2 separate regions of the Sus scrofa genome follow, and region 1 is linked to region 2. The links are chromatin contacts, called in public HiChIP or PLAC-seq maps. All regions are on one chromosome and are shown on one strand. Each heading gives the region's core, a stretch centred on a gene start, on an enhancer-like site or on the middle of the called end of the contact. The rest is flanking DNA. Distances are from core to core; before and after follow the strand shown. Region 1 overlaps LOC106504972 (a long non-coding RNA gene). Region 2 has its middle 150 kb from the start of MEOX2.

Region 1 (3,293 bases), core at 439-2,938, 240 kb before region 2:
GGAATTTGAATAACATCTTTGGGATCTTGTGCATTTCCTACATTTTTGTGGTTAAAACGTTGTATAGATGATGAAAACATGGCTGGCTAATTATTTACTTTTTACTTATGGCCTATTTCCACAAGGCTTTTAAGATATTTTGTTTGATATTGCTCTGTGTCTCATGTGTTGATTGCTGACAATCAGATTTCAAAACAAACAAACAAAAAATACTAATTTCTCTGAATGTATCTTTACCAGAAAGCGAAAGAGAGATCATTTGTTCAGATAATTCAGGTGGAAAACTCTTAAGATTGGAGGGAGAAAAAATTCCTTCAGTGAGTTAGCAGAATCACTGTGACTTTAAATCAGTTTGATCAAATATGAGATTGAATGTTAATATTTTTGTTGTTAATTAATGGCATGCATTTAGTGGTTAGGTAAAAATATTATGGGTACGCACTTTGGTTCTCTGCAGTAATGACTAGTAACAAACTAGATGTACAAAAAAATCACATGAATATTTTATGAAAACACTGGATTGAATGATTAAAACTAATAAATAGAATGAGTCACATTTTTATAAATCAATAACCTTTATGAATTATTAGGTTATAAATCAATGCACTTTACATTAAAATATACACAAAACATTCTTATACAAGAATTCCTAGGAATGTAAGGCTATCAAATAATATTGCATGGTTCTAGAAGGAAAAGTGAAATGGGATTGGGAAATAGATATAAAAAACAATCATCAGACTATAAAACACAATAAGTATTTAGATTCATGATTTTTCGGATACTGAAGGCTCGTTTTGTAGAAATGAGTGGTTTCTTTCCCATGAACATTTCCTAAATTGACTTGTTCTTTGAATGTTGTTTTTCTTTCAAGTGGACAGTTGCTAGAATGGGCAGAAAAGGTGCAATAGTAATATTCCTCGAATGGGAATTAGGATCCCTGTGGCTGGGAATGGTGGTATATTTTGGAAGTAACTATAATTCGGAGTCATTTTTTAAGGTGGTTAAATTGCTGGAAATTCAGTGAGAGATATATGATTGTACCAAAGCCTTCTTATAACATGACCCTTAAGTAAGGACACCAAAACAGCCTCGGTATAAACTAGGTGTTTGAACTCTGCCTCTGAAGAGATGTTCTAAGTGCTGGAAGGTGGGCCTGGGAGCAGGTAGAACTGTCCCAGAGGCCAAGTCCAGAGCCAAAGAGAAGTAAAGACTACATCCTGAGTGAATTATAAAAACAAAAGGCTAACACTTATATAGCACTTCCTGTGCACCACAGGGGGCGAGGGGTGGGGAGTTGTCTCTAAGCACTGTACATATAATAGCCACTGAATCTTCACAACGAATCTGGAAGAGAAGGTAAAATGATGGGCACAGCCTGTTCAGTGTGGTAGGTTTCAGGAAGCTTGCAGAAGCAGTGGCAAGATGAAATCCAAGGGTGTAGGGACAGCCTGGCAAGATGGGGAACAGGAAGGTCAGGAAGAGGGGGTGGGAGGGATCCCCAGAAGTGGAGGCTGGAGGGTTCTGTGTGTTCTGTGCCCTGGCCTTGCTGGGTGGAGCCAGGAGCTCTGAAGGCTCCCCAGGCCATTTGTATAACATGAAGATTTCCATCCTTTTTATCCCTTGAGCCACAGAGCAGATTTAAAAAAATAAAAAATAAAAAAATAAATAAATAAGAGCAGCAGTGTGGAGGCAGCCAAATCAGGACTCTGGAAACGTGATAGTCTTTGTTTTGGTGAGGTTGGCAGCCTTCTCTGAGTCTCCTTTCTGGATGATTAAAAATCCCAAACATCATGAGCCGGATGTTTGAATGTTTTTAAACCTTGTAATTTTGTAAATTGTCTGTTCCTGGCTCCCTTCCCCACATTTCTGCCCTAGCTCATATCATGATGATGCTTTTGCCTTTAGTTTCTTAGTTTCTGTTAACTTTCAAATGAAGCAAGTGTGATAGGAGTTTGTTTTCTCAGCAAGGTGATGGCAAAGGGATATTTATAGCACTGAGGAATTTTTATCTTCTCTCAGACATCTAAGATGAGTAGTATATTTTAAACCCTACTCTCCAGGATATCTCTCTTCTGCTGAGATAATAAAATTGATCAGATGTTTTGAGGTTAAATAAACTGTTGTAATAATCTGGCAGCTGCCTGCCGGTTGTGGTTTTCAAAAGCAATTACTCACTTTGGAGTCAACTTTGAACTCTACATTTTAATTGAAAAGGCTAATTGTAGGCTATTGCTCCTGATTTAGCATTTGATTTGGGAGATTAGGAAGTAAAAGGACATAGGGAAGGGAGGGGAGAGGAGAAGAAGAGAAAGTAAGCAGAAGTGTTGCAGAGCTCAAATTCCTGTTTATATATGAGTGTTTTCACACACAGCACATTGTACGCTAACTGGAGAAATAGCAGTTGGACTAAAACGTATCTGAGGCAGCCGTCTGAGGCTAGTCTGCAAAATCCTTATTTTGGGTTTATTTGCTTCTCTCTCTCTCTTTCTATCTCCCCTTCTCCCCTCCCTCTCTTTCCCTTTCACTCCTCCTCTCCCTCTCTTTCATTAATTTCTTAATTCAGATGTGAAATTTCAGAAAGTATTTTTAAGAGTCATATCAGATTTCACGTCTGATCAGGAGTTTACTTAAATTCTTGGAGATGCTAATAGGTAGAGACTGCCATTTGTCTTTACTAAAACATAGCTTAGTGATTTTAATTAAATGCAGCAAGAGAGAGATTATTGATGAGTCCTCACAAGAACAAATCAATTCCCTATGGGAATCATTATGAATCTAAATGATTATAAGAAAGACATCAAACATCCAAGATGAAATACAGCTACACCCAAATTTACATACAGGACAATTAGTAGCATTATTCAAATGGCCAGAGAGTTGCTGTTAGAACTGAGATGAAAAGTGTGAGAATTTGTATTTCTTCGGTCTTTCCCCATTTAAAACCCAATGTAGTACTTTTACATTACTTAACACAAATGATACTGAGACTTTTATAGAAATACATTCTGTAAATAAAACCCCACATATATGTGGATGTGTCCAAACTCCTTTGGACTTTATGCTTTTAGGTCAAATGTAAAACTGTGCTGGGAATTTCCTGTGAAACATAATGTTGAGAAACTAAATTAAAGCTGAAATGAAAGGCATGAGTATATGAATTCTTTAATTTTACAGAGTGTCTGAAAATGCTAGTTGCATATCACTTGAAAATCCACTTTATTTTTAGACTTTTGTGGAATGCATATTTGGCTCATCACAGTTATGTTGATATTTTCATTGACCTTATAAAT
Region 2 (3,207 bases), core at 458-2,957:
TCTGGACGGTAACATTATTCAATACATTAAATTGTTTAAAAAAGGAAAATCTGCTTTAAAGGAGAAAATGTGCTGATCACACAGATTTGGACCATTCTTATCCTGGACAACATGTCCTCACGGTCAATTCATTAGCTAGTTGGATTTCTAAGTGGTTTACCTACAGGTAAGAAACACTGGTTTTATGAATCAGGGCATCCTTTTTTTTTTTTACAATAATTATTTGTTATCATACAATGGTGAATTAGTAATAGGTTTTTATGGTATTACATGGTAGTCTCATGATTCTGATGGTGGTATTGGTCTTTTTGATTCTAGTATTAAAAGGAAAGTAAGTTCTGAGATGTTTAACTCAAAGCTTAATCCTAGACATTGAAATCAAGATGACTAGACACAAGAAAGGAATGAATGCAACCTTAGAAAGTGCCTCTCCCACCCCCATCAAGGGCACGCTAACCCCATAAGCACTAACTCTATGCACCTGGAAGCAATCTACTTTCTAAAGTTTTAAGTATTTCTACACATCTGATTTTGCAATTTTTAAATAAGTTTTGTTATAGTATTTTGTCAAGATGTTCTTTTTTTTTTTTTTTTTCAAATACTGATTTGGATTTTTTGTTCTCATCTGAACAATGGGTAATTCTCAGAAAAAAGGAACTATTACATTTGATTCTCTGCGTTTTCAAAGTTTGATGCAATACCTTTATAAATTAGCCTATACCATTGTAACACTGTAATTTAGGGCGAAAAGTAAAATTAGACTAGATGGAAATATTTACTAATGCTTATTTTAGGTATGAAAATATAGAAAAACTATGCTGAAACATATTCGCCGTTCTTTTGGTAAAACAGTAGTAGATATTCATTATGATTTATTTTCCCTTGAAGCGCGTTTTGTCATTAAGTTATTCTGGTGTATACGAAGAGAGTACATTCATATTTGCACATTTTTTCTTCAATAACACTATGGTCACATTGTTCATCCTAATATTTATCTCTGCACTGGAATGCTTACTGAAGATTTTCTTTCTTATTTTTAAGTTTCATATTCTACAGTAGAATTTGTTTGCTTCCCTAGACTGATGCCAGGAATCTAAATATAATAGTAAAGCTTTATTGAAAAATGGAAAAAAGGAAAATTTGAAAATTGGACTCCTATGCCTTTCTTTTTCTCTGAGAAAATGTTTTTGTACCTATGTGCTTTGGGGATTTGACATTAGTCATTTGGCTGACCCTAGGAAAGGATGTGAACTGAATCTTCTTAAATAATATCATTTTAATTGCTAAATTTATTGTATTCTTTGCATAAAAGTGATTATAAAAAATCCTTCTATTCTGATTATTTTTGTCTCTATAAGGAAGCATACATATTTTTTACTTTATCAATTCCTGTACCTATTTGTTAACATTTCCTTAAAAGTGTTTTCTCCAGATGTTGAAAGTAAAAAAGCCCTTGTTATTTTTTCCATTGTCACTCTTTACTACTTTCCATAGGCAGCATATTGTGCATGCCAAGGACTGGAGGAAATAACAGATGTGTGAGCCCCAAATTATAGGCACAAAAATAACTTTTATAAAATACATTTTAAATGACACTACTTTCCAAAAAAACAGCTCTAATTGACTCAAGCCTAGAAAGCAGTAACTTTAGGAAACATCAGACACACGTCCACTGATCCCAGAAAGTGTTCCATAGTGTGACATTAGCTGGGATGATGACATTCCCAGCTTGCTGCCAGCACATTCTAGGAGGTATTTTGGTACTGGTCAAGCCAATCTCCTCAAAAGTATTGATCTGACATTGCTGAGATGCTACTTCACTTACAAAAGCAACTCCAAATAAAGCCAGCTCCATTGCTCACCAGCAACAGATTAAAAAAAAAAAAAAAAGAAAAGAGAGGCAAGAGAATTTGAGAAATAAGAGGGGAAACTCCTCCAGTTTTTTCTTTGAATGCAGACAGAATCCTCACCCTGGGCTTCTGACTGGAGCAGCCGGGGTTCCTGCTGTTCTCAGAATGTTACAGATGGCTGCCTGGGCAGGAAGCCCTCCCCCTTCCGCAATGGTGCTCTGGGGAATGCAGGGGGCCTGGAACCAGCCCTCTCCTTCCCTTCCAAACTTCTTCTCCAAACCCCTACTGAGTAAAAAGAGAGAGAGAAAGAGAGAGAGAGAAAGAGAGAGAGAGAGAGAGGAGCAGAAGAGAGAGAAGAGGGGAAAAAAAAAAACATGTTCCTGGAAACATTTCTGCCAGTTTGATTTTTAGTGGAATACTGAATTAACCTCTTCACTCCTGACTAGAATAGAGATTTATAACTTTGCAGGCATCTCTTTAATGTCCTGAATCAATTCCATCAGCTCATTGAAGTACTATACCATTTGGGTTGAATTATAATGGCACTTTGGAGTTATGCAACAATTTTAAGTAAGCAATAGCAGTTCTGAATTCTAAAATAATTAAAAGATTTTAGCACATCACATATTGTATTAATGGTGTTCTCTAATTCTATTTCTTAAAATCACATTTTGAAAGTTTTGCTTTTCCTATAGTTTTTCCTTTGATGCAGTTGCTTTTTTTTAAAGTATACATTTTAAAACCACCTTGCCTTTGTTTTGGACCTATTTAACAAGGAACTAATTTCATAATCAGATTCTTTCATATATAGTTTTTAGGCAAATTTATTATTATAATCTGCCATAATCTTCCATTATCGTAATCTTCCATTATGTATCATATAAAATATGTGTATGCTGAAGCAAGGTGTTTCTTACAGATAACCCTTTTTTTTTTTTTTTTTTGGTCTTTTTGTCTTTTCTAAAGGCTGCACCGGCAGCATATGGAGTTTCCCAGGCTAGGGGTCTAATCGGAGCCGTAGCCGCCCAGTCTACGCCAGAGCCACAGCAACACAGGGTCCCGGCTCCGTCTGTGACCTACACCACAGCTCACGGCAACGCCGGATCCTTAACCCACTGAGCGAGACCAGGGATGAACCCGCAACCTCATGGTTCCTAGTCGGATTCGTTAACCAGTGAGCCACGACGGGAACTCCAAAGATAACTTTTATTTTGGACTTTGCAAAGTTAGAAAATTCAGCTAAAGTATGTCTCTACCCAAAGAGGAATTTTCTAAAACCAAAATAGTTTATGCTAAAATATAAAATGCAGTATTATTTCTGACCTCATAATTGCCATCACACTAGAAACAAAATATG

What was found. HiChIP or PLAC-seq counts read pairs in DNA pulled down with a chosen protein or histone mark.
Region 1: an H3K27ac HiChIP or PLAC-seq map of skeletal muscle shows a contact between it and region 2, with 8 times the contacts expected there. The contact joins two enhancer-like sites. A contact is called at or near these places in 3 of 47 Hi-C or Micro-C datasets (heart right ventricle and skeletal muscle) and 1 of 2 datasets of contacts at active chromatin or transcription factors (skeletal muscle).

What each region holds. Positions count from the first base shown.
Region 1 is chr9:85,400,161-85,403,453 of Sscrofa11.1, reverse strand. LOC106504972 (a long non-coding RNA gene) reads right to left here. Exons shown (of 3, transcript XR_001298981.2): 1 at 1-3,293. Among named protein-coding and RNA genes, the nearest start is that of ISPD, 310 kb to the left of the region's middle. Within about 2 kb of position 1,688, at least 12 of the 83 cell types and tissues checked have an H3K27ac peak or open chromatin away from gene starts, as enhancers often do. A contact at or near this core is called in skeletal muscle, where this site is marked.
Region 2 is chr9:85,162,256-85,165,462 of Sscrofa11.1, reverse strand. No RefSeq gene overlaps it. Among named protein-coding and RNA genes, the nearest start is that of MEOX2, 150 kb to the right of the region's middle. Within about 2 kb of position 1,707, at least 13 of the 83 cell types and tissues checked have an H3K27ac peak or open chromatin away from gene starts, as enhancers often do. A contact at or near this core is called in skeletal muscle, where this site is marked.